2 separate regions of the Cyprinus carpio genome follow, and region 2 is linked to region 1. Evidence: chromatin contacts called from public Hi-C data. All regions are on one chromosome and are shown on one strand. Each heading gives the region's core, a stretch centred on a gene start, on an enhancer-like site or on the middle of the called end of the contact. The rest is flanking DNA. Distances are from core to core; before and after follow the strand shown.

What was found. A called contact is a pair of places that touch in the nucleus more often than the background predicts.
Region 2: a Hi-C map of skeletal muscle shows a contact between it and region 1, with 2.9 times the contacts expected there. The contact joins two enhancer-like sites. A contact is called at or near these places in 6 of 8 Hi-C or Micro-C datasets (liver, red blood cells and skeletal muscle).

Annotation. Positions count from the first base shown.
Region 1 is chrA25:12,455,149-12,461,525 of ASM1834038v1, forward strand. The region is part of intron 1 of LOC109047434 (transient receptor potential cation channel subfamily M member 1-like); the gene reads right to left. Among protein-coding and RNA genes, the nearest start is that of LOC109047434, 4.9 kb to the right of the region's middle. Within about 2 kb of position 3,838, at least 3 of the 8 cell types and tissues checked have an H3K27ac peak or open chromatin away from gene starts, as enhancers often do. A contact at or near this core is called in skeletal muscle, where this site is marked.
Region 2 is chrA25:12,506,087-12,511,799 of ASM1834038v1, forward strand. It overlaps LOC109046150 (OTU domain-containing protein 7A-like), which reads right to left. Exons shown (of 13, transcript XM_042715577.1): 10 at 5,053-5,202. Among protein-coding and RNA genes, the nearest start is that of LOC109051631, 43 kb to the left of the region's middle. Within about 2 kb of position 2,550, at least 3 of the 8 cell types and tissues checked have an H3K27ac peak or open chromatin away from gene starts, as enhancers often do. A contact at or near this core is called in skeletal muscle, where this site is marked.

The sequences.
Region 1 (6,377 bases), core at 2,588-5,087:
TACATTACTGATAGCAAATGTGAGAATAAACTTAATTACTTACAGTATATAAAATATTTCATGTGTCACACAGAAGCATGTCCTTTTACTGGTTTTCACCTTTATTTACATGGTAATTAATACTTTTTTGCTTACATAAAAATAAATACATTTGGATTACACTTTATTTGGTAACACTTTATTTTAAGGTGTCCTTTTTACAGTGTAATTATACATTTAAGTACTGAGTAATATCAATTAACTACATGTACTTACTACAGTATATGGTTAGGGTTTGGATTAGGGTTACTTACATGTAATTATGCATAATTAATTGTTATTATAATAGTAAGTACATGTAACGTGTAACAAGGACACCTTAAAATAAAGTGTTACCTAAATTTGACAGTATTTTAAAGTAAAATAAAATAAAACATAATGCAAATTTAAATGTAAATTACATTAAAGCAATGTCAATGTTTTACGGTATATGGTAACATAACTTAAAGATTAAACAATTAATAGTTTTTTACCGTAGCATTTTTTTACAGTGATTTTATGCAACACAAATAGGAAAACAAGCTATAAAAAGTTATATTATGTAGTATTTCATTAGATATATGCTAATTACATATTAGAATAAATACCAGTAAATACACAAAATAAATAAATGGCATTACATTTTGATTTCTTATTTTCAAGAAGTGGTTGTGGTTTGCACATAAAACACAGATTCGAATTTTTTGTTTTAAAATACTAAAATAAATGGCATTTGTAGGTTTACACTCTGTGGCGCCATCAAATGATTCTGTTTATTTGAGCATCCAGATCAGCCTGACATAGCAACAATGACTCAACCAATAGCACAAGTTTGGGGTGTGGCTACTGTTTTTGATGGCCAATGGCAGTTAGGAAACTTGTTTGAAAACAGTCTTTATTTTGAAAAACCTTTGATGATCCTAGTGGCACTGAAACACACGCTTGCATACCCACAGCGCATTCACTTTGCTAACTTTCTATTGAAGTCAAACATAAATATCTAGGTGAGTTGTTTGTGACTGAATAGGTTTGTCTGTATGCAGTACACACTGGGGAGCTCGGTCAGGTTTGTCTCTATGCATCAACACCCCCATCTCCCCATAGACTACAACACTGAACCCAGCAATTGAAAGATCCACCTCCCTCCTCTGTCTGTCTGTCTCTTTCTCCCTCCATCTCCCTGTCTGCTATCCTCCCCTTTCTCTGGGGCCGGGCCAAGATCCCACTGCACCCAAGCGTAAACTCTAGCAGAAGCTGGTGAAAGGGGATTGCATCAGCATTACTTTGTGTCACGTTGTTATATTAAGCTAATGAATGATATCAGTGGTTGCTCTAATAATGTAACCAGATACACATTATGCAACACTGCAACTGCAGGGCATGTTAGTACGTAACTGCAAACTGTGTGTGGCATTATGGTTACAGAGTTTCCTGAAAACCACAGGTGTGGATGTGAATCACGCAACTGAAGTATGTTTACAAAGATCAAGAGCGATGCCAAAATAGGCTTACAAAATCATTTATAATGATATGGGGATTTCTAAGCATCATGTGGGGATTTAAATTTTGCCTTTCACATGGGGAGAAACATGAGGATAAACATAATATTGACCTGTGTGAATCTGGAAAGAAATGTGCTTAAAAAAAAGAAAAAAGAAAGTGGTAAACAGCAGTGATATTATAACTCTGGCTGATTCCATTAAGCAATGAACTTTCGTAATTATTACATTAATTATTACATGATTAAATTTGACACTAATTTGTCTAAATAAATTCAAAATAAAACACTTAAAAACTAAAATCATTTTACATGCTTCAAGTGAATTTATGAAACACAACGAATCTGACGGCACCCATTCACTGCAGAGGATCCATTGGTGAGCAAATGATGTAATGCTAAATTTCTTCAAATATGTTCCGATGAAGAAACAAACTATATTTTGCATGGCCTAAAGGTGAGTGAATTTTTAGCCAATTTCATTTTTGGGTGAACTATGCCTTTAGGTGTGCTTTATACAAAATGAGCACGAACAATTAAATATCCAATACTGACCTGTGTGTGTGTGTGTGTGTGTGTGTGTGTGTGTGTGTGTGTGTGTGTGTGTGTGTGTGTGTGTATACATGCTTTTTTATCCCAGTGGGAACTTAAACCTGACTACCCAATGACTCATGGGAACTCGTGTTGTCACTGTGGGGACCTGAATTGAGGTTAGTTTAGGTGTAGGGGTAGTGTAAAGGGATAGAATATACCATTTGTAGAGTATAAAAATCATTACGCCTATGGAGAGTCCCCACAAGGAAAGTAAACCAGATGTGTGTGTGTGTGTGTGTGTGTGTGTGCGTGTGATCTCTATAAAACAAAGCACTGCAAGATGTTTCAAATCACCTTTAGAGGCACTGGATTGAAAATGTTAGAGTTACTGCAATGTGTTACAGTTACTTTACCGAACCAAACTGACATAAAATCCATTATGCCTGTAACACATATTCAGTGTTATGTATCAAAAAGTCTAAGATGATCAATGAAAACAGGACACTGCCATGATGTTTAGTGCAAATTCTGACAGTAGAACAAATGCAGTCAATACCTGCACTAATGGATACAGAAATATTGTTAACTATTGTACTGTATATACTCAGGCTTCCAGAGTTTCCTGACAAACTATTTCTTACAGTATTGACTAATACTGTACTGTATTGATTCTGCATACTGTGACCCATGGGTATAGAACATGTGGGTGATGTGACCCCCCCCCCCCACTTTAAATAAACGTAAATCCGTCTCCCATACTTTTTTCAGGCAAGTGTTCATGTAGAGGTTTTCAAGGGCCAGTGTGAATAAATCTAGATGTAAATTCAAAGAGACAAGATAGTCAATGCATGATCTGACGTTTTATCCATATCTGAAACTAGGCGATGTAAACACGAAGTGCTAAAAACTCTCATGCAGTGCACGATTCATTCATACTCAAAGCCAGAGGGCGCTCTCGCTCTGAAAGTCCTAAACAGACTCACAGAACTAATAACTTATAACCTGCAAGAAATCACTAATCACTAATAATAATAATAATAATAATAATAATAATAATAATAATAATAACAACCTATCAATTAAAAAAAAAAAAATTAAGGTATTGTATTTGACATTTCTGTCCCCCTCATTTTTGAAATGGTGGCTATGCCCCTGCTGTGACCTGTTGATGAGTTACAGTTTGATTCAACAGTTCTCCACCCACTGGCTCCCTCTAACCTAGTCTATAATTTATAGTTTTTCATGAATGCAACTTTCATTTGATATTGCATGCATTTCCACACTCATATGATCTTAAAAGATTCCTTTTAAGCAGACTAAAACTGTTGAAATAATAATAATAATAATAAAAAATAGGATAACCACTTCCTGCTGAGCCCTTCTGAACAATCAATGCATCAGGTATTACGTTGTGCACACGTTGCCACATCCGACCTAGACAGTCATCTGATGCCCGATAGATATCTGTTTTATAACAATGTTTGTTTGGGGTGCGAATGCGTTGCTGCGCGCTCGGCTAGCATCGCGTGTCTAGCAGAGCCATCTAGCACAATTTGGTGACGCAGGGGAGCTATTAATATCACAGGAACTGGATGTACTCACGTCTGCAGCAGGTCACTTGAGGACAAACAAAGTGTACAACATTTGTGGAACACTGCAGTTTTTTTGGTAAGGCTGCAAGAGAAAAAAATATAAGTTTTTGCGCTTTCGTCGTATGAGACAGCACACAGTGGGTTTGAGGAAAGAGAGTTGAACGCTGCGCAGCCCTCATGAGCCTCGCCCACTTTTGAACCCGTTGACTCGCTGCACTCCCATCAAAACAACCAGACAAAGAATGTGCACACAACGGGGGAGGGTTTTGTTTTCGGTCTAAGGGGTAGAATACATCTTATTGTGGCTACCATTATGGTACTATTTGAAATGGACAGTGCAATTAAAAATCAATTTTAGTAGTAGATAAATAATTTTAGAAAATGCCTCTAAAATGAAAGGGATAGTTCACCCCATGGCATCATTACTTACTAACCCTATTGTTTCAAAAACTTTCAAGCTCTGAAATGTAAAAAAAAATAAAAATAAAAAGTAGGTCTAGTGATGACCAATTCATGAACTAGGCTTTTTAGTTGGATTTTTTTCAATGAATCAGTTGGTCCAGTTCACAAAAACAGTGAATGATAAATTCATGAATCAGACTGACCTGGTTCTCAAATCACATTCACAAATCAGAGACTTTTGCTTCTCTAACAGACCCTTGTGAGCGCAACAATTTAGTAGTGAACTACTTTCATGTGTCTGTAGTGTGCATACTTGTATACAGGGTGTGATTTATAAAGAAAACAGAGGGGGATGCTTTTGAATTTTTTTTCTCCATAGGCGGAGAAAAGGTAAGGCTATAGTCTAACCTAATAGTAACCTAATGTTACTTAATGTAATCTGTTAACAACGCACATCATATCTGTCTTTTTAGGCAAGTTCCAGGTAATGGGTGTCATGTCATAAAATATTTGGATTTAATGTGATCACAGTTTAATAAAGACATTGTACGTTAGGCCTGTTAATTGTAACAATTTAATTTCCATGGTTATTCACACAACTAATAAGTTATATAGAGAAAGCAAGCAAAGAACATTAGGCTGCATTATCAAAGAATGTTATCACTGCACAAGTTTAAGAACTCTCAAAAAAACTCCCCCGTTATAAACAAGAAAGCTGTCTATACACTTATATGGTCATTTGGTTTAGCAGCATTCCCCCGGGGATGTTTTTTTTTAATCCCATAGACCAGAGGGGGGAACCCCACCCCACCCCACAAACCGGCAATTCACACCCTGCTTATATACAGTAGTATCCATTTTATTGATCTTATTGTAAATGACTTATCCATGTCTGTTTTATTTTTTAGAAATCTTTTGACCTTTTTAATGTTTTATTTACAATGTTATAACTCGATCGAAATAACAGACTTCTCTCTGGTGACATATGCTGGACTTCTCCAATCATTTTATCTGTTTAAACCCCACCCATTTCTTAAAGGGTTAGTTCACCCAAAAATGAAAATTAGGCTGTGTTTTACTCACCCCCGAGGCATCCTAGGTGTATATGACTTTCTTCTTTCAGAGGAATCCAGTCAGAGTTTTATTAAAAATTGTCTAATTTGTCTATTTGTAAAATTGTCTAACAGCCAAATTTTCATTTTTGAGTGAACTAACCCTTTAAGATTGAATGCAAGTTCACTTTCATGTCTGACTCCATCCAATCAACAACCAGTGGATTGAGACAAAACTCACCTTACATTTTTTGCTTTATTGGTCGCTACTTCCATTACATTGTGACTTTAACTGAATTACCATAGTTAAAATTTTAATGGCCACTATATGTTTTCAAAGTCTACATTTAATAGTTTAAGGCTAAATATTTTCAGAATAAATAAACAAACCATAAAAGTGATCCAATCATCTCTGCTTCCTCCCTAACTATCAGAGCTCTTTTTCAAGATAACGCACACTATTGCCTGCAATTTTACCTCACTATGTTATGCAACTTGTTAACAGTGGTTTTGTGTACAGTGCTTGATCGTTTATGTCTACAAAGTCCAATTTTGAATGTAAAGAGCATGTGTCACATATAGTTAAGTAACTAATGAATTCCATTCAAGGCCAAAAAATAAAATAAAAAATACTTTACAACCTCAGGATGTAAGAACATGCAATAATACCTATACTTCCTGCACTCAAAAAAAAAAAAGAAAAGAAAAAAAAAGAAATCATAAAAACCATGCATTAGGCATCAAGGGTGAGGTCAGCTAAAAATTGGTGTAATGAAAGCCCACATACTGCTTGTTTATTGAAAAATATATTATTGTATTATATCCCATGGCTTCCTACATATACTGTTTATCGCAGTCTTTTGGGGTCATTGTTTAGTTCCAAAAGAACAAATCTGTGAATCTGTGAAATCACAAGCACTTGAAGATGGCATTCACATGCTACCACCTGCAATACTTATTTTGTTTTTTTCCTGACAAACAATTTGTTTGAAAGCAGAAATGCACACCTACTGCACTATATACAGTAATTCAAAATATAGATGTTTGCTGTGCAGGCCTATGGAGCTGAAGTTTCCAAAAAGAGTCAGTGGCCATTTTACTGTCGTGTTTACTCTTGATTTTATTGTGGTCAGTTGGTCCGCCCTCAGAACATTTTCTTCAAGCTGAAAATCCCTTGAGAAAACATTAATAGGAACAATCCAGTTCTTTGTAGTGATTTTGAAACAATTTTGAATAAGGACAATATTAAATAAATCTTAAGAGTTCAAAATTACATTCAAT
Region 2 (5,713 bases), core at 1,300-3,799, 50 kb after region 1:
ATTTTCCAGAGCCACATAAAACATGCAAACTGTATATGGAAAGATCTGTAGGCCTCCTGATGCTTACTGCTGATTACGATGTGAGGAATCTGGATGTTTTTAACCCAAGCTTGGTGTGAGTTGGTCATGGCACAAGAAGGTTTTTCATTCTTTCAAGATGAAAATTTAAAAGCTGCCTGCTGAATGCCAAAGAAAATAGAGGTCTTCATAAAGCTGGACAGGCGTGTCTTAAAATAGCAACGCACGTTTCCTATTGGTTGACTGGTGTCATATTAAGTGTAACCACAGAAAAATGAAGGTGCATTAAAGCAAGCATGGCACGTCACAGGGAAACCATTCAGTATGTCTGCAATGCGCAGAAAAAATCTTGTGGAAAAAAAAAACAACAACTTCAAAAGGGCCTTAAATCACCAAAAGAGTTTAAAATCAGTGACATTACAATTACCCTGTGGTTAAAGAAAGATTACAAGTGGAAAAAGAGAAAAGTTGATGAAAGATATTTGACCACATTTTTTTCTCCTTCACAAATACTTTTAGCTAATCTTAAAGAATTGGGAAAGGTTTTGCTATCTGCATAGTGACCAAGTGATGATTTCACGAAAACAGCTTAATAAAGGGCCTAAATAACATTTTATTCACAAAAAAAAAGGCAAAATGTTCCTGTAAGATGTAGAGTTACAGTATAGCAACTGCAATCAGCTTAATAAAGCCAATGTAAAGTCCCTGCCATGATATAATAACAAATGTGTGTGCATGCGTGAATAAGAGTCTGAAGATTCATTAATTTTTAAGAATGACAAGAGAAATTAGAGCCCAAAGTAATGTAAACTCATGTAAAGACACCATGAATTTTCTCCTGTGTTGGCACATTTCCAATTTAAACAAAAAGTTTGAGCTAGACATACTGAAAGACTTGTCCCTTTTATTTATTTATCTTTTAAAAACAGTTTAATTCATGTCACAGCTGTTACTGATGCTATTTACTATTGCTAGTCAGATGAATGTGGTATTAAAGGGATAGTTCACCCAAAAATGAAAATTTGATGTTTATCTGCCCAGGGCATTCAAGATGTAGGTTACTTTGTTTCTTCGGTAGAACACAAATTATGATTTTTAGCTTCAGGGGTTGCAGTTTCTCAGCAGTACAGTGCTTGGCAATGGTCACAGAATCTATAAGAGAAAAAAAACATGCACAGAAAAATCAAAATAAACCCTGCGGCTCGTGACGATACAATGTGTAAAGACACAAAACGATTGGTCTGTGCAAGAAACTGAACAGTATTTATATCATTTTTTTTTTTTACCTCTGATTCACGCAATGTCCGAACTGTTAGAACTCTTGTGAATGCGCTTCACAGCAGCCTGCATCATCTTCTTCTTGTGGCTTTATGGTGGATCGCAGACTTATAAGTGCATTACTGCCACCTATCTCTCAAGTGGACGATTGACACTCCTAATTGAGATTGTAGATAGAGTGTTAATGGTCCATTTGAGAGACAGGTGGCGGTTCACAAGAGTTCTAAAAGTTAGGACATTGCGTGAATCAGAGGCAAAAAAACGATATAAATACTGTTCAGTTTCTTGCACAGACTGATCGTTTTGTGTCTTTACACATAAATGTATCGTCATGAGCCGCAGGGTTTATTTTGAATTTTTCTGTGCATGGTTTTTTCTCTCTCATAGATTCTGTGACCATTGACAAGCATTGTACTGCTGAGAGACTGCAACGCATGAAGCTAAAAATCATAATTTGTGTTCTACTGAAGAAACAAAGTAACCTACATCTTGGATGCCCTGGGGTAAGCAGATAAACATCAAATTTTAATTTTTTGGGTGAACTATCACTTTAAGGTATGGGGCATTTTCATCCTAAAGGATGAGAAAAATAAATAAATAAATAAATAAAAATAAAAAAAGAGACCCGCCCACAATTGCAGTATGAGAAAGAGAATGACTCAAATTTCAATGTGCATATATGCTAAAAACAACTTTTTTCAATAACTTTTCTAAGTACACTAATATATAGATGTTTGCTTCAAAGCCAGCATACATCGAAAGCCACAAGTGAAAAATTTCACAGGTCTTTTGACACACATCTCTCTCTCTCTCTCTCTCTCTCTCACTCACTCACTCACTCACTCACTCACACACACACACACACACACACACACACACACACACACAAGAGTCTCAGTGTTCTCGGCAAACCGCTGACACCTGAACACACACTGGGCAGACGGGCACTCCCTGGCAGACCCCAGCGGAAGATCCGGGGGGAGGGGGTATCACCCACCAAGACAGCCACACAGAGACAGACTCTCCGTCGGGAAGTGGAAGAAGGGAGGTATGGGTTTGGGAGGAGCAGATTAGGGCCTAAACCACATGTAGTGGTTGGCTTGGACTGATCTGCCCTTAATGGCAGAGGCCAAGTGGTTCTTTAGGGATAGAGAGAGACAGAGAGAGAGACAGAGAGAGAGAGAGAGAGAAAGAGAGGGGGTAAGAATAGAATCAGGGGAAATGAGTCAGAGGGAGATGCCCTGTTGTGTGAGTGTGTGCATTTGTGTAAAGGAGTGGCAAAAGTATATTTGGGGCCTCATGGCGCTAACCGTCTCCAGACACGCAGCAACAAATGACCTCATTTGGCTCTGAAGAAACTAAAGCAAGTGCTCCTTCACCTCAGTGTAGCATGAGCAGTGATTCAGAACTATAGGTACTTTTGAAAGATTTAGAGTTGATAATTGTGATCAATCTTGTCATTTTTCTTCAATGATTTTTCTTTCTGTTCAAGAAAAGAAAACAAAATAGTATGTGCACAGTACGTTGTCAGTTTGTGTGGATGAGACCTATACAACTTGTGTGTGATTTTCATACTTGTTAAACTTCAATGATAGTTTACTTTTACCATACAAAACTGCAAATAACTTTTATAAATAAATTTGCCATTAGGTCATTCTAAAGGAAAGTTTCTAACCTGTCAAATCTTTATAAGACAAAGTAGCTCAGGTCGCCGTTTGGTGTATTTATAATATAAAATAAAATAAAATAAAATAATATAAAATAAAAAAATAAAATAATATAAAATAAAAAAATAAAATATAATATAATATAATATAATATAATATAATATAATATAATATAATATAATATAATATAATATATAAATTACACATTTCAAAAAGAGGTTGGTAATCCCCCAGTTTCCCGTATAGATAAATTACACACTTCACAGAATGGTGAAGGTATTCCAGGCGGGAGTGTGCAAGGTGTTTTTCTTTTATTTTCAGAATAGCAAGTCATTCATATCCTAGAGATATGTGACTACAGTCAAGGCCTCTAATCTGTCAACAACCCGCTACTTTAAACCGACCACATGCTTTTGGGGTCAGTGGGTACGTGAGGGTATGCGAGGAGGTTCCCTTGGCTAACAGAAGGACAGTGCGCCATCTAGCGGGATAAACACTCAACCAATGGTTCTCACCCAGACATGTTATTTACATAAACTACAGACAATGCTGTCTATATTCATTTTATAGCACAAACTATGGCCCATCAGTTATGTTCTTTAGAAAGTTATTTATTGTCAAACTAACATGTGACTGGGCTTGGTTCATTTCTGAAAGTGAAAATCTGTTTTGACTGAAAAAAAAAAAAAAACTTTTAGAAATTTTCCACCGTTATTACAGAGCATGTTTTCACAATATATAGGGTAAGTTGTCATAAAGGAACCTGCCAAAAAATAGACTATTATATGACTTTTGTCTCTATTTCGAATAGTATAACAAATATTGAACACACTATAAAATCACAAAACTGCAAAATAAATAAAATAAAATAAAATAAAATAAAATAAAATAAAATAAAATAAAATAAAAAAATCTACTTTTTGGTATAAAATTATAAGACATAAAACATATATGAAAATTTACCCCAATGAAAATTAGATACCTTTCTGGAAAACGTGAATAAAATTCACAAAAATTATTCAGATTTCAAGTGTTTTTGAACTAGATATTTGAAACCACTACTAGAGAAAACACACATTTGAGTAATAAGATTTTTGTCTTAGAGTTATCAAAATATAGGCTATATTTCGATAAATGTAAGTCAAAAATCTAATTTCTCAATATGACAACTAGCCCCGGTGTCCCCTGCAATATTCATTAGATTTTTTTGTGGTGTCTAAAGGTTTCATGCCACAGGCGAGGTTTTGCCCATCCTTGACAGTTGGTGTGTGTTTGTACCTGGCAAATGGCCTGACTGTGAGACAATTGCAGTGTGTGTGTGTGAAGAGAACAGCTTGTACTGTACTGACAGCTTCAGTGAGTCAGTGAAACGGGGGTTGGAGAGAGAAAGAGAGAGAGATACGCATGCATGGATCTCTGCCTGCAGTCCCATTCAGCCCTAGACAACATCAGCATGTTGTGTATTGTTTTACCTCATGCTCAAACTGGCACCGCTGCAGACTTCTGAGGGACCGGAGCACATTATAGTGCACATAACACTATACTGTACAGATCACAAGATAGACCATAATGGTCTAATTCAGACAGACAGCTAATAATGTCCTTAACTGGGAGCCAGACTCCCTGGGAGAGTCTGAAACACTATATTAAACAGTATAATTCCTAATTTTTTTCTTCCTCTGTCTCAATCTCTGATCGATTGGAGTCTACGAAATGTGCTTTTAATAATTGATAAAAGGTAATTAGATCAGGTTCAGGTCTGCATTATTCATTTAGCATGAGATGGATTCAAGTCCGTTCTTTGCTAAGAATTTCTAGCTAATTTTAATGGAATGAATGAATCGGCAAACAAAATAATTACACTTTAGGGTTATACACTTAGCTTACATTTAGAATTGCATATCAATATGCTTTTCATACTAATTCTACAGTATACAAAATGTGCATATGATGCAAATTTTCAGCTTGTATGGAATACCTGGATTTCTAGAGTGATGAATGAACCTGAAGTAATACTACGTGGGAATTTCAAGATTAATGTATCATCTCATTGTGTCATTGTTTGATTCAGTCTGCTGTGATTGTCTACCTTGCTCTCTCTGCTGGTCTCTCTGCTCCATGGACACCAGGGCGGAGAAGTGGGCCTGGTCGTAGGCCAGCACCAGCGGGGAACAGTGACAGCGGTTGGGAGGCACCTCCAATGGCAGATACAGCCCTCCAAAGGGAATGGGTGCAAAAGCTGCCAGGTAAGCACAAACAATGGTCAGTTTGTCTGTATGACACTTCACTTAATCTATTTTAAAGTTAATACAGAAATGTTTCATTGACAATGGTGGAACTGAATCTGAAAGGAATAGTTCAGATAATCTTATTGAATAAGGCTAACCTTCCCCTCCAGGAGATTTGGATCATTGGATCAATGAGTTAAATGCATCAGTCCGAATTTGTGAATGAATCACTTAGAGTCTTTAATTGATTCACTGAAAAGATTTGACTCAAAAGATTAGTTTGTTCATGAAACTCTCATGAGCAATACAAGGGGAACTAGGGCAAAAGACAATGACTTAAATTTCATACTGTTTCTCACATAAAGCTTTCATATGGATTCAGACGACTGGCAATTTAGTGTCATTTTTTAAGTTAGAAAGTCATGGTTTGGAATGACATTAGAGTGAGTAAATGACAGAATTTTATACTAATCCTTTAAAAGCATTCAAGCATGTAATTACAGTCACACAAAGCTGAGTTAT